Linked DNA regions of Zea mays: all the other regions are linked to region 2. The links are chromatin contacts, called in public Hi-C maps. All regions are on one chromosome and are shown on one strand. The core of a region is the stretch at or near the end of the contact, and the rest is flanking DNA. Distances in the headings are between cores, read along the strand shown.

What was found. A called contact is a pair of places that touch in the nucleus more often than the background predicts.
Region 1: a contact with region 2 is called in a Hi-C map of ear, with 2.6 times the contacts expected there. The contact joins the promoter of LOC100284054 here to the promoter of LOC103650122 in region 2. A contact is called at or near these places in 4 of 25 Hi-C or Micro-C datasets (bundle sheath, ear, leaf and 1 more).
Region 3: a contact with region 2 is called in a Hi-C map of leaf, with 4 times the contacts expected there. The contact joins the promoter of LOC103650125 here to the promoter of LOC103650122 in region 2. A contact is called at or near these places in 6 of 25 Hi-C or Micro-C datasets (bundle sheath, endosperm and leaf).
Region 4: a Hi-C map of leaf shows a contact between it and region 2, with 2.1 times the contacts expected there. The contact joins the enhancer-like site here to the promoter of LOC103650122 in region 2. A contact is called at or near these places in 3 of 25 Hi-C or Micro-C datasets (ear, leaf and tassel).

Annotation. Positions count from the first base shown.
Region 1 is chr3:57,769,105-57,774,824 of Zm-B73-REFERENCE-NAM-5.0, reverse strand. It overlaps LOC100284054 (pre-mRNA-splicing factor SF2), which reads left to right and starts at 4,398. Exons shown (of 14, transcript NM_001156952.2): 1 at 4,398-4,556; 2 at 5,446-5,538. The coding sequence starts at 4,554. It overlaps LOC103650121 (a long non-coding RNA gene), which reads left to right. Exons shown (of 4, transcript XR_563923.3): 1 at 1-1,818; 2 at 2,144-2,826; 3 at 2,896-2,982; 4 at 3,204-3,536.
Region 2 is chr3:58,175,804-58,181,371 of Zm-B73-REFERENCE-NAM-5.0, reverse strand. LOC103650122 reads right to left here and starts at 1,419. Exons shown (of 6, transcript XM_008675776.4): 1 at 1,027-1,419; 2 at 284-663. The coding sequence starts at 585.
Region 3 is chr3:58,509,125-58,514,799 of Zm-B73-REFERENCE-NAM-5.0, reverse strand. It overlaps LOC103650125, which reads right to left and starts at 3,223. Exons shown (of 1, transcript XM_008675777.3): 1 at 744-3,223. The coding sequence starts at 2,633. The coding sequence ends at 1,020.
Region 4 is chr3:58,454,371-58,460,782 of Zm-B73-REFERENCE-NAM-5.0, reverse strand. No RefSeq gene overlaps it. Among protein-coding and RNA genes, the nearest start is that of LOC103650125, 54 kb to the left of the region's middle. Within about 2 kb of position 5,107, at least 13 of the 20 cell types and tissues checked have an H3K27ac peak or open chromatin away from gene starts, as enhancers often do. A contact at or near this core is called in ear and leaf, where this site is marked.

The DNA.
Region 1 (5,720 bases), core at 3,149-5,648, 410 kb after region 2:
ATAGAATTGTCTAATTGCAGGTACAAGGTGCTAAAGCCATCATGTTTACCAGTTTGCTACATGTTCTCTCAATTTGGTAGTAATTGTCAGTTTGGAACATGTAATCTGAGTGTTAGTCAGTTTGCTACATGTTTCTGAATTTGTGTCAATCTGAGTTTGGACCATGTTATCAACTTTTGTCAATCTGCCACCTGTAAGTGGCGCTGCTATCTGTTTCTGAATTATTTAAGTTTTGTTCATGCATGTGGCATTGGTATCTGTTTCTGAATTATTTTGATTTGGTTCATTTAAGTGGACCATGTAATCTTGTCTCTATTCTTTTGAATTCAGTAAGTTAGCTGAGGGGAATTGCAGCACATGAAATAATGCAGGAAAGATAGATGCAAACGTATCAGGCCCATTTAATCTCTACTGGCCCACGTAGGCAAATTCAAATATTTAAGGGTTAAGTTTTCAGCAGTCTGTTGTGGGTTTAAAAAATTTTAGGGAAACTTTTTTTACAGCAGCCCCCAATATAAAGTTTTTGGAAACAATTTTTAAGCAGTCTGTTGGAGTTGCTCTTAAGCGTGGTGATGTCGAGCGTGTCCAGGTTAGATTTCTTGAATTCAAAATTGTCTGAGAAGTTTTTTGAAATATTCACTTAATTGTTTTGCCTGGAAACCACCTTGCATTTGATGGTACATGGTTGCACGATCACCAAACAAATTATACAATTCTCTTAATCCTGATCCTCAGTGTATGTTCCTTGATTTCTAGGTGTCCAATATCGAAACTGAACGATCTCGAATGTTGACACCCTGTCGTTTCCTACCATTTCAGGTGGTGTGCAAACCTGGTAGTCTGAAGACATACAAAAAGTTCGAGGCGGAAATATATGTCCTCACAAAGGATGAAGGTGGCTGGCACACTGCCTTTGTCACAAATTACAGCCCCCAATTCTACTTCAGGACAACTGATGTCACTGGAAGAGTTGAGTTGCTTGGGGAGATGAAGATGGTTTTGCCCGGTGATAATGTAACTACGAATTTTGAGTTGATATCACTTGTTCCTCTTGAACCTGGTAACGACTGCATTCTCAATTTCTTTCGACAGTATAGAACTATAGATCAGGTCTTCTGACAACATGTTGTGCTTCGTGATGCCATTGCACGCTCCAAGCTACTTTTTTTCATTGAATACTAAAGAAATTCATATTGGATAGTCAACTCATGCCTTTGATGCAGGGCAAAGATTTGTGCTTAGGGAAGGAGGAAGACCGGTCGGTGTTGGAGTCGTCTCCAAAGTTCTTAGCTGATCAGTTTCCACTTTCTTCTCCGTAGCAATTCAGTGAACAAACGAGTGTTGATATGTCCGACCTGGTTAGAAACGAGCGCAAAGCATCGGGTTTTTTTTTGCATTTTTCTTGGGATGCCTGAGCAAAGGCAGAGCTGGCTTGGCCAGTGGCCACCATTTTATTGTTGAGGTGTGGTGCTGTGTAACACCACGATTAGTTTGGTGCTTTTCTTTTGTAGTTTTTACATTTTATATATAGGTTTAATTTAGATCATTAGGTCTTCATATAATCTAATGGTGAATATTTTTCTCCTTTTCTCGATTAATCTTGAGATTTCAGTACCCTCTCCGCGCACGTGGATGCTTCTTTTGACTATGTTGTATTAATATAAATATATACATTCCTCGTTTGCCATTAATGACTTCATCCTGTGCATTCTCTCGATGATAAACGCAGGTTTCTGAAAGCCAGGAAGTTCGATTCCAACAAGACAATGCAAATGTGGTCAGAGATGTTGAAAGCCAGGAAGTTTGACTATTTTTTGGGTAAGAAAATATGCCTGAACATTGTTTAATAATGAGATGGGTCCAAACAATTGTACCAGTGTGCCGGAAACCCTGAATGCCAATAGTGCCTTCTGTTCCTTCTGTTTTGGAATAGCGAATATTGAGTATGATACATAAAATTTGTTATCTTAATGCCAGGAACATATTTGATCACGCCATATGTACATTTCCATTAAGGAAGTGTAATTTATTTGAATCGAGAAAGAGGGCACATGTAATAAAATTCAATATTACTATTTTACATCATTTACTCCTGTGACCTACTATGTTAGTTATAATTATGATAATATGCTTTATTTTTCAGCATTGACCTGATTCTCCAAGGGAAGAAGCAATTTGACATGGATCCTCCCGCCGGCCCCTTTCGGTACTAAAGTGAGGTGCCCTGTAATTTAGCTCTGACTCTAGGGATCATACCAAGTATTTGGTCAGGTGAAGAGAAATTTGCACAAGTGTTACTAATATTAATATCATAAACTACAAAGTATTTGATATGTGCATGCTTAAACTGCATTGTCTCAGTCTTGTTCTAGATACACCAGCAGTCAACCATATACATGGAATCTGTAGTATAGCTATTTGTCACTACCTTGTCACTTGGGAGCATTGAATTAAATACCAGTGTTTTATATATCAGGTTCTGTTCTTCAACCTTGGGCATGCCCACCCATCCATACTGAGTACTGACACCGCTTGCATTTGGTCTAGATATGTGTGGAAGTTCTTGATCCCTCACCCCCTTCTATTTTTATTTTTTTCTTTCCAGACTTTCTATGCTACAAGATCTGAACAATATAAAGTACCACCTTAAGAAAACAAGTATATTATTTTGATTTTGCATACCAGATTTTTTGTGCTGCAAGATTGTACATTTGTTAATTCTGAATGTGTTGCCTGCAGGAGGACCCGACTATGATTGAATCCTACAATAACAAGAGAACATCTGGCTGATCTGGTGGTGAAGGAGTTACATCTACGCTAACCATGGTATGTAATAATTGTGCTTATTTTTCCATCGCGCTTTATTGCGGAGGATGAACACGATGTTGCTTGCAGGAGGAACCGACTATGATTGAATCCTACAATAACAAGAGAACAGTTGGCTGATCTGGTGGCGAAGGAGTTACATCTACGCTAACCATGGTATGTAATAATTGTGCTTATTTTTTCATCGCGATTTATTGTGGAGGATGAACACGATGTTGTCTGGTTTTGGTTGCAAAAGGATTAACCGCATGAGTGCCCAATTTACTCACAATACTTTGTGGTAACAGAAACCATTGCCTTGACTGATTGTTATAAAAGATGTTTAGCTGTTGTTGATTAGCACTTGACTAAAATATTATTTTGTTGATTTTGGGCAGCTCAAGGTCATTGGTGATGGTGGTTATCCAAACGACCACTATGACAAGGATGATCATCAATGAGGCCTTGTGTCGATAATTATAATAACAACTTTGTGAAACATGGTTTTGCCCCATCTTTGCAGCATCATATTGTCCTATAGTATTGTAATTGATAAGTGTTTGAGCATGAAGCAGGTTAGGTGGTGTTCTACACCTACGAATTACGCAATCACATATAGATTGTTTCTATGGGTTTTTAGCCATGTACTGTAGTGAATCTTTATTACTGGCATACAACATCTCACAACAGTTCTAATAATGAGCAATAAACTGATATGTATTTACTGGTTTGGTGGTAAGCTTGAAGTTTGCCGAGTAATATGAGTTTAGGCTCAAAAAGCTACCAGAACCTACATGTTATTGTCTGTGTTACTTCATTTGTGACTAGATGAGTGCCTTTGCGTTGCAAGAAGAACATTTATCATGAAGAACATTTATCATGATAACTTATGTACAAATGAGTTATAATGTTATAAGTTATCGTGATATATGTTTCCGTTGCAACGTACGGACACTCACCTAGTAGAGATATAAGTGCAAAAGATTGTAATATAGTAAGGAATCTATATGCCTAGACTATAAATAGTGATATAGGGTAACCTCCACTGCGGATAGCCTTAGGGTGTGTTTGGTTTGGCTTTTGGCTTTGGCTTTTGCCCCCTAAAAGCCAAAAGCCAACCAAAGGGCTGGATCTAGGAAGCAGCTTTTTCTAAAAGCCGACTTTCTCGTAGTGCAAAACTGAAAGCACCCCTGGACCTGCTTTTAGTGGCTTTTGGATGGAACTGTGAAAACATATATCGAAGAACTTTTAACGACTTTTAGTGGTTTCCACCAAACGATTTTTAGCTTTTTAACAGCACACAGCCTACAGCAGCTTTTTCCACAGCTCACAGCCCACAGCAACTTTTTCCACAGCCACAGCCCAACCAAACAGACCCTTAGTATAGGTCAAGTAGATGTTATTTGTTGCAAAGGGTGAACAAAAACGGCCCATCAGACCACCGCCGCTGAAACCCATGGCGGCCCACGAGGCCACAGCACGCCTGCAGCCTGCAGGCTGCAACGTCGCGGTCTACCGCACGAATCTCGAAGCGTCCCGCACCCACATTTGCCCATCGCCAGCTATATCACCACGACCACGGGACTCCTGTCGCAGGTTCCAGTATTCCACCACGCGGCGTCGCCTGCCGAACCCCGAACCTTCTCGAGGTCGAGGCCCCTCCCCTTTCGCCAGGAGGTGCGCACGGCACGACTAATCTCCACACTCCCCACTAGCTTTTCTTCCCAGTTTGCTCCGATTTTGATTCCATGGTAATCGCCGCCTGTTCCTCTCGTCGTCTCGTCCCTACCTTTCCTCTGATTGCGTGGGATCTCAACTCAATCTCTCCTTATATAGTTATATGTAGCTGTTGAGTTCGTTCCGGTTTTGTTTGACGATAGTTGAGTAGACCCCTGGCAATCCACCCTTGCACGGTTCTTTTAGGTTTTTTGTTCGTCATTTGCAGCTGCCATTCTGCCTAAATTGTTTAAGCGAACCTCCTCCGGGGCTCTCTTTGTTGAAGTTCGCCACGGTGGCCCATGTCAGTGTGATGTAAGGTTGGAGTTGGAGCTGCAATGACATAAAACATAGAAGCCTTGATGCATGATTGAATACGGTACATGTTATTATGTTTGAAATACCCGTGTAGTTTGATTAAGCGCGTATCAGTAGGTGACATACAGTGCAGATTTGTACATTTTTTTTAACACATAAAAGGCAACTAGAGAATATGTTATAGACTCATAGTGCTCTTTGTTACAATTTCTGTTGAAGCATCATTCTTTCTTGGTCAAGGTCTCATGGATGCTGCTACTTCATTTTTTTTAATAATGCTCGGCATATAGTCATAGGCCACCATGTTCTTCCTGTTGTTTCGATTTTCGACTAGGATATTTTAAATGAAATTCCGTGTCTTGGTATTACCATGCTGTTGTTTTGACTTTCGACTGGGATATTTCAAACAAAATTCTGTCTCTTGCTATTACCATTGTATGACTGCCTCCTTAGAAAATTGGTGTAGGGTTTTAGGTAAATGACACATTCTTGGAGAACCATATTCTGGTGACCGTACTATCTTTGGCATGCTAAAATTTCGTTGTGTTTGCCCCAGCATTTTCCCATTTTTGAGACAATGATGTACTTACCCGTGTTTAACTGCAGAAAACAATGAGCAGGCGCAACAGCCGTACCATCTATGTAGGCAATCTCCCTGGGGACATCCGTGAGAGGGAGGTTGAGGATCTCTTCTACAAGGTGGATTGCAATTGTTTAACGTGTACCTTTCTTCGATTTTTCATTTTGCAAACAAGTGTTGGTTGGTCAGGGCATATGCTAATTCCTAACAAGTCAGTAACATTTTCTGTCTCAGCAAGACAGCAATTTCAGTATCCTATTAATGTGAGAATGTAGTATGGAGCTGAATGTTCACATTTTTT
Region 2 (5,568 bases), core at 170-2,669:
AATCATATCTTTCTGTTTTAGGTACATTGATGATCCTACGTTTCTTGTCGCTTCCGCAGTCAGGATGGTGCAATAATTACAACATAGTATAACAGTTGAAACCCTACTACAACCTTCCGTTTTGTCAGCAGGGGCGCAGGAGAGAAAATCAATCACTGAAACACAAAAGCACATAACAACCTAGCATAGTCTTACACATGTTCATTCTTCCATGTACCAGGAGTGCACAATAATGACATAAGTAGCATTCAGGGCATGCGAAGAACTACTAAGGATGACTCACCTAGGGGGTTTTGAGGGGCCAACACCATTGGCATGAGCAGACAGGCTAGAATTCACTTCTGGTTCACCATTGTCTGCCTCACCTTCAAATCCAGAGCAGGTGTCACCAAACGAGCTCGAGCATTCAGTGGTATCACCTCCCTCGTATTTCACAAGTTCAGTCCCGACCACCAGAGGGCCACCATTCGTGCAGACAACCTCGGATTTCACCACCACCACGCTGTTTTGGTTCTTGGAGCCACCGTCGCCCTCGTCCTTAGTATCCATGGCTGTAGGTAGAGCTGGAACGGAAGCCGGAGCCATGGCTCGCCGCTGATGCGTCAGGCCAGGTCGTCAGGGGCCCTACGCGCCCACACGAACCCCACCAGAATTCCCCCCAATCTTCCTCCAGAAGAAGACCATGCGGGCGGACAGATGACGTTCAGCAACGAAATTCGCAGGGGTAGAAGAGAATCAAAGGAGCGCACTAGAGTGGTCGAAGACTTCGCAAGAAAAAAGATCAATTCTGCAATAGAAAACCCACGGATTGGTAACAGAACCCTATAGAACCGAAGGAGTCTTAAGAATCGTCGCGAATGGGCCAATGGAAAATACAAATACTCGACCAGGCAACGAGGGAATCCGCGGAACACTCATACGCAAGACGAATCTGCAACCACAACAAAAAGACGCAAAAGAACCCGCAAGAACCTGACAAGCCATGTCAATCACGCAGGATCAAACCAGCGGGGGGCGAAGGCTTACCGAGGATCGTCAGATGGAGAATCGGGCATCAGTCCGGGCGGATCGCCATGGCGGAAATTTGTGGGAATCAGGATCGGGGGCCGGGGCACGATCGCTCGGGTCTGTGGCTCAAAAGTGGAGGCGAGGGCGAGGAGAGAATTTGTCAAAATGGGTCTCCTCGTTGCCGCTCTAAAAAAAATCTGGTTCCCTGTTGTAAAATCTGTCGCCCCACCTGGATTTTGTTACATCTGACGTATGGGTCCAAGCAGCGGACATGCCTAAAATAACTTGACTGTTAGGCTCTCTTCCGTAGGGCTCCTTCAAGGACTCATTCAACGATTTCTAAAAAAAATCTACCAAATGAAAAGTTTTTTATGAACTCTTTATAAAAATATGGAGGACTTTCTAAAAAAACAGCAGAATACAGGAGCCAGAAAAAAGAGCTTCTATCAACTCATCTTCCACGTTTTTCTCTTCGTTGGCGCTACATCGTATGAGAAGCTACCTAAGGAGCTATATTTTCAACAAACATGGTGCTCTTTTAAAAGTTATTCTCAAAAATAAGGCGAGAGTTGTTTTCTTAGAGAAGCCAAAACCAGGGTTGAAGCTGGCAAAGAAAGAGCCCTACCAAACAGGGCCTTAATTAGTTACCTCCTGACGCCTCGATTCAGATTATACTGTCTCTAACACATCGCATATCTCATCCCTTATTTCAAATTTCACTCTATAAAAAGTGTCTCCTACAATACAAATCATCTATTTTACAAGGTCTACTGCGGACAGTCTCAAAAGATGAGAAGGGAGCCTCCCTACGGATCTCTCTCCCCTCTTTCTTTAGACATGAAAAGGAAGTGTTTGTCTTCACCAACGCTTCACCGACCACAATTACAAACAGGGTACATGGTATTGAGTGCATTGATCTAGCCAGGGAAAGCCTATAATCTTGATACAGTTGTATCCCACATCATTGTACTCACGTGGTGTTGTGTAATTTCTATTGACTTCTTGTATCCTTTGTGATGAGTGTATCTCTCTTCTTAAAACCCCATAGGGATTCCTTGCACGAAGTTACACCACGTCGGCTCAAACTCACCGCATTATGTCACGACGCCGATCTCTGGACCATAAATTTTCATCAAATTTAGCTAACAAAGTCGTTAGAGTCCACGTTTGCTCCTCCCTCTCCAATGCACTACGCCCCGCAAACGAGAGGGCGACTCCCTCACATGGATTGCTTGGTCTTCATCCTAGCGTCGTTGCCACTCAACAAAGTCAGGCTCGCCGCCGCCGCGGCGTCATATGAAGAGAAGGAAAACCGACCAAGGTCAAACACTCCATCTCCCCGCGTCTCCCCGAGTATCGTGCCCTAACCCCATTAGAATCTAACCCCCATTGGATCCAAGTTCTCAAGGCGACGCCGAGGGATGAGGATGTGATGCGATGCAAGGTGGTGACACACATCAAGGGCGACGAGATTGAAAAGGCATTCACCATGATCCATGTCACCGAGCGCGTCCCGATGACCTCAGCTACTACAAGGTGATGCGACGTGTCCTCTCTTGCTCTCACATGCTCGATAGGTCTGTTTGTTCTCTTGTTTTCATGCTGACTTGACACACTAGGGACTAGGTTGTGGTAGTGTGGTTACGATGCGAGAGCGGTCAGATCTATATGTGTTTATATCTAGTGATAAACTAAATAAGTGGTTTTGTGGGAGATTCAACCTAGATGTGCTTCCCCTATGTACCTCCCAACTTCTGAAACATATAAAATTGGTCCAATTCTTTTTGTTTTTTTTATTTCCTGGGTGTTCTGCATTTTCAAACAATATCTAGCAAGATATTTACTTTATTCCCATTGCGAATCTAGAAGTCTAGTCTTTTGTACCTTGCGCATGTTTTGGTTATAGATAAAACATCAACATGTGTTCACGATTAAGAGTTCTTTATAGGCTAAATGCATACGACCTGTTTGAGGTGACAATATTTGGTGATGGAAATTGTTAGGACACCAACTTATGCCCATTCTATTTCAGTATTTCTTGATACAGCATAGCAATAACAAAGCCTTATTATCCTAAGCAACTTCTCAAACCCATTCTATTTATTCAATAAAATTAGATAATCTTGTTAAACTCTTAATCATGCTCATGTGCTTGTATTTTGTCATGTAGTTCACTCTCAGACCTGCGAACACAAGGTTGACTTATTTCTTATAGTTTGGGTTGATGATGAATGATTATCAACATGGGTAGTACTTTGGTGTAGCCAATGGACTAACCAGAGTATGAGATTATGTGTTGTGTAACTATGTCTCTCGGCTTGTGGTGTGTAGGTGTGAAGCATAGGCAAAGTGGTCGATGGTGAAGATGAAGGTCATGCAGGTTTGTGCTGATGGATGGGGAGTGTTCACTTATTTTTTATTGCTGTGAACCAAGAACAAGGCAACACAATTGTTAAACGTTAAAGATCTTCATCCTTCGAAGCATTATTTACCTTCGGGTATAATGAGTCTCGGACGAAGGTCATGAAGAACAGGTCTTCATCATTCATAGATATAAAAACATAATTACAAATGTAACATTATGTCATTTACTAATTTCATATCGAATGTACAAACAATATTAAGATATACTTTATATATTAACAAATTGATACACAATGCACATTACATTGATACCATCGGCTTGCTCAAAGGTAATGGCGTGAATACAATTCCGATCTAGTGTGAACTGTACGGGGGCACCGTTCATCTATTTATAGGCAATCGTACAGCTTCGTACGATATTACACTCATGCCCTCAAAGATTACATATAAAGTTTACAAATGTCATAGAGATATCATTGCCATTTGCTCCTAGCAACTCGAATAACAACTTCTCCTTATGTTGCCTTCCTGCGTCAACGTGACGAAGCTTCCTGGTAATGAAGCTCCTGTAACACTTAGAAACATGCTGATAACAAATGGTTAGCCGTGTTTTTTAGGACCTTTAGAAAATGAAGGCCCCCAACAGTAGCCCCTCACAGTATTAGTTTGTTTTCTTTGTAACAAATTCAGACTGCGAAACGAATGAAGGTCTTTAGCTGAAGGTCCAAAAAAACACCTTTCCTTCGCTAGAATAGCAAAACCTTTTGTATCGTAGGGCCCACCGTGCGGTGGTGGTTTGCATATATATATGAGGGTCGATGAAAATATTTTTTGTGCTATCAAGCTTGTGTTGGCTTTGTTGTTTAGATTGTTGACACTATGCCCGCGACTACGTTTGAGCTTCGCCTCTTTGCTTTAACCAACGCTGAGATGGCCTAAGATAAGAGAAGCGAAGACCCCGCACTAGCTAGGTTTTATGAGGCTATGGAAAGGACAAATGTTGAGAAAATTACTGATGAGATTTTAGCTGGACTATCTGAAGATTCTAGTGATAGTGAAGATTTTGATATTGAAAGTGATAACGATGATGCCGAAGATCGGTCGTGGAGGCTGAGTCATGTGGTATTTGGGAAATCAACCGTGAAGAAAGGACATGTTGAGGCTATGAAAGGCAAATACTTTCATGATGTGTCTATAGTGAGAATTGGTGGTGAAAATATTGTTCCGCTTCCTGAAAAAGATGAAGTAGTGATTTTTCAAAGCTTCATGAAGGCTGGGCTATGGTTCCCCTTACACAAGTTTCTAGTCGAAGTTTTGAAAATGTTTGAAATTTTCCTTCATCAGCTCACCCCTAATGCATTAATCAAGGTTGGAATTTTTATTTGGGCAATAAGGAGCCAGGGAGGATGTTGATTGTTTTTGTAATATTCATGAGTTGTCCTACCAGACGAAGGCCACCGGGATGGAACAATATCATAATAACTTCGGGTGCTATACCTTCGTATACCGGTCTGATGCAAGGCATCATGTGCCAACCTTTCGGAAAAAATGGCTAGGTTCATGGATGAAGAAGTGGTTTTATGTGAAGAATTATTTGAGTCAAAGAAGTGATATTAAGGATGTAATCCAGTGGCCTATCCGATCCAGCTTTGGACTTAGGAGGCTTGCTATTGTGAATACAGAAAAATCGCAAGGCTGCTTGACGGTATTTGTTGATGTGTGCAACTACATTAGTACCAGGGACTTAGTGTAGGAGCATATAACTTTCAAGGTGTGGCCTCTGGCTGCCGAATGGGAAATGTCTAAGGATGCTGAAGCTGATTCAGAAGCCGGAAAGAGCAGTCTGGTTCGCCTAAAATACACTTATCGATTCAGGAATCAATTTGGTGAGCCAGATGACGATTGGTTAGATGCCATTGAAGCAACAAGTGATGAATTGCTAGGGGGCTATTCAAAGGCTGAAGACGAAGCTATGTATACTGCCTTCGGTGCTCGTGGGAAACGAAGACTGAACAGGGTCTTTGATGCTATTGGTTTTGTTTATCCTGATTACCGCTTCCCTGCCCGAAAAAGGGGGTTAAAAAGGAAGAGTGTGCTAGGAGCTTCTTCTATTGCACCAAAGCAAAAGAGGGTGAAGGTTTTAACCCACCGACCGAAGTCGTACTTCTTTGGTTGGGCTGCTCAACTGCCTGCCAC
Region 3 (5,675 bases), core at 1,974-4,473, 330 kb before region 2:
TATCTGTACACTCAAAGTTGGATATTTAAGATGTTGATATTCATTCAAATCTTATCCGATACAACTCGATAATATCTGTATCCGGCTCGAATCTGAAGAGAAAATATGAAAACAAATATGGTACAAGTAATATTCGTCTGTACCCGATCTGATTACATCACTGCGTCAAAGAATTCTAGTCCAAATGTAAAAAAAGAATCAACGTATAAAAACAAGTAATTATGTTTTCACCAGTTTAATAATATGATGTCCCTTTTTTATATGATGTGTCATGTTAGGTAATTTAAACATGAGTATGATGTGCAATGAGTTTCTGGATTCAAGTTTACATAAATCTAATAAATTTATCAAAAAAATCGAGACTATTATAGGCTCATCATTTAATAAATATATTTGAAGTTGGATGTAATGAACAAATACATCTATTTCTCGAAAACATGGTTAGAATGCTAAATAAATCCTCTCAAATAAAAACTAATCACGTCTAAGTTTCCTTTCCCATCAACCTTGCCGAGCTGCCATTGGAGGATCTTCTGCTGGAAAAGGCGAAAAGCGTCAATTGCTCGCCGGCGGCCCGGCGCTACGCTGGGAACTTCTATCCTCTATAGCAGCCTTGCAGGTACGCGACTTCCGATGCCAAGGAAAGACATTCCTTTTATCACCAAGGAAAGACATTTGGTACGGAGCAGCCTGTCGGCCTGCGCCATGCCGTCTCAGTTTCTGTGCGTGCGGTTGTACCAAAATCGAGAACAGAAACATCGATTAGGGTTCAACAACATGCATTATAGTCTGACCTGACAGCTACACAGCGCATAGTATACTATGACTATGAACATGCTACACTGAAACCCTGACATTGACTACTACAATGAAAGAAAAAACCCTGAGACTTGAGCACTAGTGACCTTTTGTCCTAGAGAACTGCTGCTGTTAATGATAGAACTAAAGTTTAATTTGCTTTAAAAAAAGAACAGCTACTGGCCGCTCCCAGTAATGGAATGGCAGGGCGCGCACGGCAGCTAGTTTGGGTGGCCGGCGGTGGACGGGCTGGGGCTGGACCCAATCGGCTGCTGCTGGTGTGCTGCGAGCGGCGACGCGCCGGTGTGGTGGTCGACGGAGGAAGAGTTCGCCTCGGCCATGTCGAGGTCGACGTCCTTGTGGCGGAGCATGAGCAGCAGGCGTCGGCTCTCGATGCGGAGGCGGTCGTTCTGCAGGCGGGAGCGTTCCATGTCGCGCTCCTTGCTGGCGCGGAACCGCTCCCACTTCAGCCGCTGGCGCTCCAGGTAGTACGCGTGGGACTCCAGGACGATCTGCTGCTCCTCCACCTCCACCGCGCGGCGGCGCACCCAGCTCCTGGCCTGCTGCGGGTCCATCGCCGCGGCGGTCGCAGCCGCGAGCTCGCTCTTCAGCTGCCGCAGTATCGCCGACGGGTCGGGTGCCGCCGCCGTCCTCGAGCGTCTCCCACCGCCGCCGTCCGCCTCGTCCTCGAGGTCCTCGGACGCGGCGCCATCCATGCCACGCCCGCGCTTGCCGCGCCCGCCGCTGTGCTGACGACTTCTGGGGCGGCGGCTGCGGTACACGGGGCCGTCCTCCTCCTCCTCGTCCTCGTCCTCGTCCCCGTTGTCGCTCATGGCATCGTCGCTGTCGTCTGCGACGTCAGTGGAGGAGTCCTTCATCCCCTGCGGGGACGGTGCCGCATGCTGCTGCGCGTGGGCGTAGCGAGCGGCAGACGAGGCCGCGGCGGCCACGGGCGCCGGCGGCGGGTGGTGGAGGCAGGCGGTGTCGCCCGCCGCGCCGCCGCCGCCGTGCGGCGGCAGGTTCGAGCCCGCGGCGGCGATGCTATTGTGGTAGGCGCACATCTCGCGGAAGAAGAGGTGCTTGGAGCTGAGCAGCTTGCGCGCCTCGTTCTTGGCCTTGGGCGTGAGCTCGTCGATGGCGTCCAGCAGCGCGTGGTTCTCGACCACGCGGCAGGCGCGGCCGCGGCCCAGCAGGTCGACCACGCGCTTGTAGCGCTTGTTCAGGTCGTTGAACTTGTCCTCGCACTGCTGCGGCGACACCACGAAGCCCTTGTCCATCATGGCGTGTGACACCGACTTCCACTTGCCCTTCTTCTGCTGCTGCGCCGCCGCCGCGTGGCCGGGGCCCGCCTTGGCCGCTCCCCCGGCGCCGCCAGCCGTCGCCACGCCCTCGCCGTCGTCCCCGACGCTGTACACCACCCTGATGAGCAGGCGCACCATGGCGTCCGTCCACTTCATCCTCGTCCACGGGCACCCCGCCGACGCCAGCTGCTGCTGCTGCTGCTGCTGCACCACCACTCCGCCCTTCCCGCCGCCGCCGTTGCCCACCATTTCGTCGTCGTGACCCACCGCTGCCGCGCTCACCACGACCCTGGACGACGACGTGTTGGTGGAGTAGGGCATGAACGACGACGGCGGCGGCTGTTGCTGCCTCACCGCCACCGGCGACGGCTGCTGCAGCTGGAACCCACCGTTGTGGCTGTCCTGCTGGTGCTGGAACGCGGCGGCCTGGTGCATCCGCTGCTGGGCGAGGTGCATGTCCAGCCCCAGCATTGCCCCGGACCCCACCACGCCGCCCCGCGGCGCCATTCCTCCTCCTCCGTCGCCCCTCTCCATCGGCAAACCGCCAATCTCTACTACCAGGTTCTAGAAACCACTTGGCACTCCCGCTCCTGCTGCACGATGCGCCGTGGGAAAACGGCAGCGAGGTGGGTGTTTTTATGGGGTGGACCGATGGAGGCTGTGTGGGGCGATCGCCGTCGGTTTCGCCCGTGCAGCTGCAACCGCCTCCGGGCGCGGCAGCGGCAGCGGCAGCGGCACGGGTACTCGGTTTTGCCCCCGTGCCGTGCGTCACCGTTTCCAGCGGTGGGAGCCCACAGTCCCGCAAAACCGCCTGGGATCCCCTGCGCGGCGGTGCTCCCCGCTTGGCGGTGTCAGGTGTGCACACAAGATCCGATACTGCCTGTGGAGGACTGGACTGCGAAACAGCCATCCTGAGTGGGCTGCCCCTGGTTTTGGTTTTACCGGAGTTCAGTTTCTTTTGAGAACGCGATTACAGAAAAGACACCACTGTTGGCTGGACCTCTGTGGTCGTGGTCGCTATTTTTTCATGCAGTGGTCAACCTGCAAGTGACAGTTACGTTGACCTTCTAAACCCTTTGTAGTAAGGTTTTGCAACTGTTGCTTCACGGCGCGTTTTACATGCGGTCTCACGTAATTTCAAGACAATATGCATAATACTTGGTTTTTTAAAACTTGTTTCGTGCTAATTCATAATTTCTTAATTTATTATTGAGATAAAATTAGATATCGTTAACTGTATAACAATAATAACTTATACGATAGTACTATAGTTGTTTTATAATCTTAAATTTTAGTCAACAAGATGGATTTTTATTAGAACAATGATCTTTTTCTCTTTTCTCTTTCTTTTTTTCTCCACATCAGGAAAAAAAACCCATGTAACATTAAACTTTCCTTCACAATTAAGTTGTAGTCGCTGTTCGCTATGCGACCTGTCCCAACTTCTTTTGATAGCATGATGAATATGAAATCTTCCCTCCGGACTCCTACATTTGGACCGACCAAAAAACTCAGTGTATTTCTTTTAGCTAATTTGAAAACCCTATTCTCTCAAAAAGGTTTACAATTTCCCAAGCGAAATTAGTTCGCTTTTTTTGGGAAAATAGAAATCTCTTGAGAAAATGTAGTTACCAAACTAGCCCTTAGGGGATGTGTTTGGGATTGCGAGTAGAGTTTTTTTCTCAGTTTGCAGAGAATATTGTGATATTTGAGATACCGTGGTATTTTTTGCCGTACAGTGTTTCGTAGCCTCTTCAAAAACTGTGTAGTCAAAATTGTACTTTTGGTCATACTTCAACATTTTCATGGTTTTGGAAACTTCGGTCCATACCAAAGTTTTCTCTAGCGCGTGCACTCTGTTTTGAATTTGAATGGAAGAACTCTCTTCAAAAAAACTGTCTCCAAACAATCCTTTGTATTTTAAACTATGGTATTCTAAAACTGTTTTAAAAATACCATGAGTATATCATGACATTCCAAAACCTTGGTATTTCAAAATTGTGGTTTTGATTTACTCTCAAATAGGGCCTTAGTTTTCCCAATTCTTTGTTAGCAGTGTTGGTGAACTCATCGTTTTTGTATCTAGATGAGACAGACATAAAGTTTCATATTACCTCGCTAAATAAGCTTACACTTTAAGAATGCTTATTCAAGGAGAGTATACTCACCTTACATATGTTTTTTGTAATATATTATGGAGTTATAGTAGATGTTTTGAACCATTATTCATTTTTGCTGCTATTTTTGTAAGAACCAATACTGCCATACTTGCTTTAATGGCTTGGATCATTAATTTTAGCTCTAGCTAGACCGTTCGTTTAGGGCATGTTTGGATCCCAGAAGCTAAAGTAAAAGTGACTCTAGTCACTTAGGAGCTAAAGATCCAAACAAGAAGAGTTACAAGTGACTAAATTGCACATATATATCTTCACGTTTGGATCTTTAGCTCATAAGTGAATAAACTTTAGCCACTTTTACTTTAGCTCATGGGATCCAAACATGCCATTGATATGTCATTCACGATGGCTATGGTTAATTATGGCACGGTTCGGTTAATGAAAAAACATGAGATGAAGGGTAGTGGTATATATCTACATCCTTATCAGGGAAATAACTAGATGAGACAGACATAAAGTTTCATATTACCTCGCTAAATAAGCTTAACACTTTAAGAATGTATATTTTTAGCGAAATGGCATGCTTATTCAAGGAGAGTATACTCACCTTACATATGTTTTTTTTTGTAATATATTATGGAGTTATAGTAGATGTTCTGAACCATTCTTCATTTTTGCTGCTATTTTTGTAAGAACCAATACTGCCATACTTGCTTTAATGGCTTGGATCATTAATTTTAGCTCTAGCTAGACCGTTCGTTTAGGGCATGTTTGGATCCCAGAAGCTAAAGTAAAAGTGACTCTAGTCACTTAAGAGCTAAAGATCGAAACAAGAATAGTTACAAGTGACTAAATTGCACATATATATCTTCACGTTTGGATCTTTAGCTCATAAGTGAATAAACTTTAGCCACTTTTGCTTTAGCTCATGGGATCCAAACATGCCATTGATATGTCATTCACAATGGCTATGGTTAATTATGGCACGGTTCGGTTAATGAAAAAACATGAGATAAAGGGTAGTGGTATATATCTACATCCTTATCAGGGAAATAACCCATACCCACGACTACACAACAGGCCTTTGGAACCGTTATATTATTCCTGATATCCTTATATTAGTTACGATTTAATTAGAACGGTACTAGAAGGAGATTTATAAGTGTTGGTTCATAATACATGTAGTCCTAATGACACCTTTAGTGCCGGTTGGTAATATCAATCGGTACTAAAAATTCAAAGCCTTTAGTACTTGTTGGTGATAAAAATCAGAATTAAAGGGTACCATTTAGTATTGGTTTTGGCCATCAACTAGAACTAAAGGCTCTCTCAGAGTTAAAATAAAAGGAAAGCATCTCCTTTCTAGTCACAAATAGCTCTATAATGGAGTACCTAGTAAGAAAGGTTATGGGTCCTTGGTTCCAATCCAAACATTGCACACGCATGTACTTTGTGCAAA
Region 4 (6,412 bases), core at 3,858-6,357, 280 kb before region 2:
GTAAGAAGATAAGGGTTATCCAGTTCTATCTAGGTTTCGTCCTACAGTCAACATTCCTCTGATACCACTTCTGTCACACCCGGATTTTAGGGGTCCAAAACCCGGGTGCGAACATAATCACCAGGTGTGCTGGGACCAAGTCTCACACATATGATGAATCATGGCACAGGATCGAATGTCACATCTTTATTACATAACAGGAGTTCTATACAAAATAAATAAATAATTACATTATAAGGAGACAATGGTCCAGCAACCCAAAGTTGACTAGGAGACGACGGCCTAGATCTCTCACGAACTCATCACAGCATCCTCCTTGCGCCTCATCATGCGGTACCTGTTCTTGACCTGTGGGGGGTGTGAGACAGCAAGAGTGAGCTCACATACGTTCATCACTCAACAAGTTGTGGGGAATAATGTGCATGAACTCGCCAAAGGTGGGAGCTCACGTGAAGTGTAAGGCTTACCAAAGAGGATGGTTAGAGCTGAGCATTGCTTTTAAAGTTGGTCAAAATTTTATTAGCAATTACTAAGTATAAGTAAATACCAACACAATTAAGTAGTAGAACAAAAGTAACAACATCACCTGCGATGCAATGCATATGACAAATTGAATTTAGTTCCATAAGTTAATCATCAGAGAGTCCTGAGCTGCTCATGACCGTGAGCTCGGCTAGTATACCAGTTTTACACTCTGCAGAGGTGGTACCCTTTACCCACAAGTCATGTTACCCATCTGCCAAGGGATCGCGACTTCCCATACACCTCTACCGAGGAGGCGAGGCAGGGTAACACTACGAGGCCTTTACAAAGTTTCACTAGCTTCAGAAAACCCGCTACAGTTTATAGGAAGCTCCAATGCAGGGTTCTTGCCTGACCGCCATCGCAGCAAAATCAACCAAGGACCTCCCTACACTGACCACTCCCCTACTGCCCTTGCCCCTTTCAGGTAAGGTAGTCCTCCACTAGCTTTCCTAATTAATCAGCCAAGGGCGTCCATAAACCCTTGTGGTGGCACGTGTTTCTCAAGTTAAGCTCTATGTTCCAATTAACATTAATGATCTTGACATGAACATAAATAGAATAACAAAATAACTGGAACATAGATATGATAAATAATTATCCCAAATCCATGTAAAGCAATAGCAAACTACCCAAGTGATTCAGGGGTAAACAAGGTAATGAGATAAACAATCTAGGGTAACCTATTGGGTCCCATCAAAATTAACCTATGCATGAATAAATGATATTAAAGAACATTATTGGGTAAAACGTGGTCAAGGGCACAACTTGCCTGGGACTTGAGATTCCAGGTACCAACTTGCTCTTCAGATGACACATGTCCTCACGCTAGTCGTAGCAATACAAACAAACATGGTATAGGCAAGATTAACATCACACCAATCATAAGAATAAATTGCGTAATAATAATCTACGCGTCACTACGAGATCGTGGGATCGAGAACTACTAAGATCGGAGTCATGGTTAAGGAGTTATGATTTCTCGAAGGTTTTATGTATTTAATAAAAGATTAAGTACTAGATAAATTTTAATGAGACTTTCATGCCAAAACAATGGTACTATTCGATAGATAATAATATTACAAAAATTTAGGAACTGGAATGGACCAATTTAGAGTTCATATGAATTTTCTATGATTTATTAAAGTTCTAGCATTTATTTTTCTCATTAAAATCATTTTCAAATTTTATTTATCCATTTCTTACGACTGCACAAATGTTCCTAAGATTTTCACATTAGTTCTGGACTGGGCCTCAAAAACGGAGGAACACAGGGGCTACTGCACAAATGTTCCTAAGACTTAGAGAGCCAGCAGTAGGACTGCGGGTTGATACTGAGGAAACGCAGGGGCTCTTCTGTAAAGATGACGGCCGAAGGGGTAAGATCTAATGTGAGCCGCACGATCTAAAGTCTATGGCCTAGATTAGATCGCCTAAAACTGAACCGGTATGCAGCCATAGCCCTCGGATCTGAATCCGACGGTCACAAATTAATTGATCGAGATCTGTTTCGAGCCGTAGGATACCGATCTGACGACGCAGAACCAAACGCCCCAATCGGTACGCCAGAACTAATATGGGCCGTCCATTCTTGGATCCACAGCCCCGCGCTACCCTTCTTCATTCCGATCACCAGAGCGACAGCGCAGCACAGAAGCATGGCGGAGCATCGCCGGCGGACACGCAATCCGACGCTCGAACGCCCCAAACCCAAAATTGACCGGTGCTAAACCTAGAGGAGGTGATGGCGAACACGGAAAGAAGATTCTCACCCGCGATTGAAGGAGTAGCGAGCTCGTCCAAGGTTCGGGGCGGGTCCGTGACACGAGCAGAACGCCGGTGAGGGATTCCGGTGACACCGACGGTTGTTTCCTGAATTCTAGGGCGCGCATGGCTCCCCAGTGGTTCGGTGATCACCACTGACACGCTATTCAGGCCTTAGGCGGTGGTGCGGCGCGCGACGACGATGGCGGGTACGACAGGGACGCGCACGAGCTTAGGCGGCTGGGGGTGAGGGCTTGGCGAGCGCCGAGCGCCATGGCAGGTGAGGTGAGGGGCCCGAGCCGAGGAGAACATCGACGTTGGGCAGAGGAGTAGGAGCAGGGCTACCCCACGCAGGAGCACCCGCGGTGGATCCATGGCGGTCGCACGGATAGGGTGCCCGGTCTTCCTTGTTGAAGGCGATGAGGCGATGGTCCAAAAAGGGGGGTCACGACCTCGTTTTATACACGAGAAGAGTCCGACCCGGCGCAGATCGAGGAGCTGAACTCCACCGTGCTAGGGATTTTGTTGCACGCGCGGAGCTCGGGGGTAGGCAACAGGAGAACCGGAGGATTCCAACGACCGTTCTAGAAGAAGCTTCTGCCACATGGGACCCACACGTAAGTGAAATACCCTGGCGCTCACAGTCATGGGCCAGGCGGGTAACACACTGGGCCGACACCCAGTGGTTTGGCTGGGCCGAGGACAGGGAAAGGGGCCCAATGTTTTTAGTAGAGCTTTTTTTATATTTTCTAGCTTTCTATTTTCTTCCTTTTCCATCTCCTAAATTTATATTCCTAATTTTTGGTTTGAAATTTGCACACACACAATTTGAAATGCTCAAGCAAATAAAACTCCAGCATGAGATGCAAGGTAAATTTTATTTATTTATTGGTCACATGACTATTTTAATATTCTTAAATGATTATAAAAGAAAGGTGCCCTAATAATTTTGAAAGGTAAAAAAACCTAAATTATTATCATAAATTTATTTATTTATTTGTTTTTTTCTTATACCAAATTTTGGGCATTACACCGTCTTAGCCCAGGCGTGGACCGTCTGAACGTACGAAGAGGAGGAGCCGCTCCTGCGTTAGGTCGTGGACCGTTCGGTCCTGTGGTGCGGACCGTCCGTGTCACCGCTAGATGGTTCATCTTAAGGTGTTTGGTGTCCAGATCGGTGCCAACAATTTATAAATACCTTTCAAAATTGAGCGAGTAAATATTGAAAATTGTGTCTTATTGTTAGCAGACACACATGTCTATCACCGGAAGATTAAAATTAGGCCTTGGCGTCGACGGGTACTACTAAAAAATAACATCACTAAATCAAGAAAATGCAAGCGCACTCATGGCAATTAGAGAATTTAAATTCGGATGGATAAGTTGCACCATATGATATCTAATTAGCTGAGGTACAATTAATTCATAAGTTCATGGTTCCTATGAATATAGTGGGGAAAGTTGAACGGGACGACCTCGTGGGTATGACCTCATTTTACGCAAAAAAAAAAAACATTGAGAACGTGATTTATAAGATTCTTTCGTACTTTCTACTTTTCTACGACGTGAGGAACCAACTGATGAATGAGTTCCACGCCCATGACGCCCAATTGGAACACCATGCTTGGAACGTGGACACAAATCTCGTATCAATCTCACAGGGAGCTATTCGATGCCGATGGAATTAGCACATCCGAACTTTTTCTTTACAAACGTGAATTAAACCTATGCATACGCTTCTAGAATCTAGATCCAAAGCTAAGCAAAAAATATATATAAATTCATGGATGCTAGGCAGACTAAACCAAGGTGGTTTAGAGAAAAAGGCTAAGGAAACCGGTCATGATTGGTTTTCCACGTTCATAACCATTGGTTTTGAGCGAAGCGTGGAATTTGAACTTGGAGAGAATCGAGGGAAGATAAAAAAGGTAATCATTTAGATCACACGTTAATTTATTTTCTTTTCAAAATATATCAACCGATGTAGTATATATACTCCTTCAGCACATACACTTTTTGTCGTTTTTTGAACAAGGTGGAGACAATTTTCAAAAAAAAAACACGCACTAATTATCAATAACTTCAAAAGCATTTAGTTTTGAGGCACTAAAATAACAAATATTGAATAGTTTTTTAAAATAAACTATAAACAAAACTATTTAACGAAAATTATTTTTCTAGTAAGAAAATCCAAATGTTATAATTAAAAACCTATCTATACACGCTGTTTACATGCACGTGTCACTATAATAATTGTACACATAATATAATAGAGAAAATATAGATACGATTTTGTTTGGATCTCCTAAAATTGATTAGCAGAGAATCCGAATGGTTCGATTCTTTGCAATTCGACCATCTCCTAAAATTGACATTTATTCTTACAAATCTATCCTGCTATTCTGAGATATTGGATGTGCCTGCAATATCTATAATCAATGTCTATAAAACACACTTCATTTATTTTTTTTGCAAAATCTAGATTTTTACAATAACTATGGAGAATTAATACCTCATAATCTTTAGTATATCTAAACAGACTTATAGTGTCTCCTTTTGCAAAATATAAGGACCCTTGGCCTTGACGCCTTGTGAAGTCATTTGGCCTAGGATCCTTTCTAAGCGGGGCTGCTGAATTTATTTCAAGGCAACAGTTGACTATCCATAGTGAACCACCATAAAGAAAGGGAAAAACATATAATAATAATAAACCGCTAGTGGTATGGACTGATGGCGAATTCTTTTGCATACCTTGGGAGTTGGGACCACACCTCTCTCTCCTTTTGCCCCGTTGAGTTGACTACTTGACCATGATAGCTAGCCACGGTTTTGCAGCAAAACACGTCGGCAAAACCACTAACCACGTGTGCGAACGAACCTAGGGGCGTGTTCGGCTGGCTACAAGCCGACACTGTTGCAGCTGTTTGGACTGCTGCAGCTGCAATCCATAGAGAGAAAAATACTGTAGAAGCCGCAGCCGCAGCCGGATTGCAGCCGCAGCAAGCCGCAGCGAACAAGCTGTAGGTTGTACTTAGTGCTAGTGCTCGGAATTAGACCGAGTTAGACTAGTCTGGCCTAAGCCTATCGTACTTCGTGCCAAACAGGTAAGTGACAGCCTGAAGTATAAAAACAGTGGCCTAGCATGGCCCTATACAACGCCATGCCTTGGTTGGGCCGTGCCGACCCAAGCCCGATCGACATAAAGTCTATAGCTTACTAAACTAAAGATATTAAACAATCCTAACATCATTCGATCACATAAACTCCAAATATCACAACAATATAAAGTCGGTACCTTATTAAATTAAAGAAATTAAATAATTTGGGTTTCATTGGGCCGTGCCAGCCCAAGCCCGGCCCATCTGTGCGGGCCGTGTCGGGGGCTCGGCGGGCCGGAATTTGAGGCCTCGCTCAGGCCCGCCTTCGGGCCGTGCTAGCCCAGTCCATATTATTTCATGTCGGGTCATACTTTGGGCTCCTATTTTTGGGGCATGCTTGGCTGGCCTAAAAAGCCCAGCCCATTTTCTGAGCACTAGTTGTACTCCCTCTGTTCATAAATATATGACATAGTTGACTTTTTAAAAACTTTGACCACTCGTTTTATTGAAAAAATAATGAGTTATCATTTATTTTTTGTGGTTTGTTTTATCACTTAAGGTAGTTTGTGTTTGACTTCAAATTTTATATTTTTGAATAAGAAGAGTGGTCAAAGTTTTTAAAAAAAGTTAATTGTATCATATATTTATGAACGGAGGTAGTACTTTGCATATCAATTTTTGTGAGTATTTGCAAAAAGGTCCTATGTGTTTGAATATTTTTATAATCTTGTGGCTTAATTTCTGTAGTATTCCTAATCTACTTATTATTACTATCCTGGACGGGGACCAAGCTAGCTTTTTTGGTGTGTGTCTGGGTGTCCAAACCAATAACCTCAATATTGTTACCCGTTAGATAATTGAACAAGAAACATAGGACATGCATTTAAAATGAGAATGTGCATTATTAAGCCATGTTCAACAATTATTTTCGTTGCAAATCATTTATAAAATAAATGTTGCAATTGTGAACTCGATAGCTCCACATGATGCTCTGTTGGATCATTTACAACATAAAAACAACTTTAATT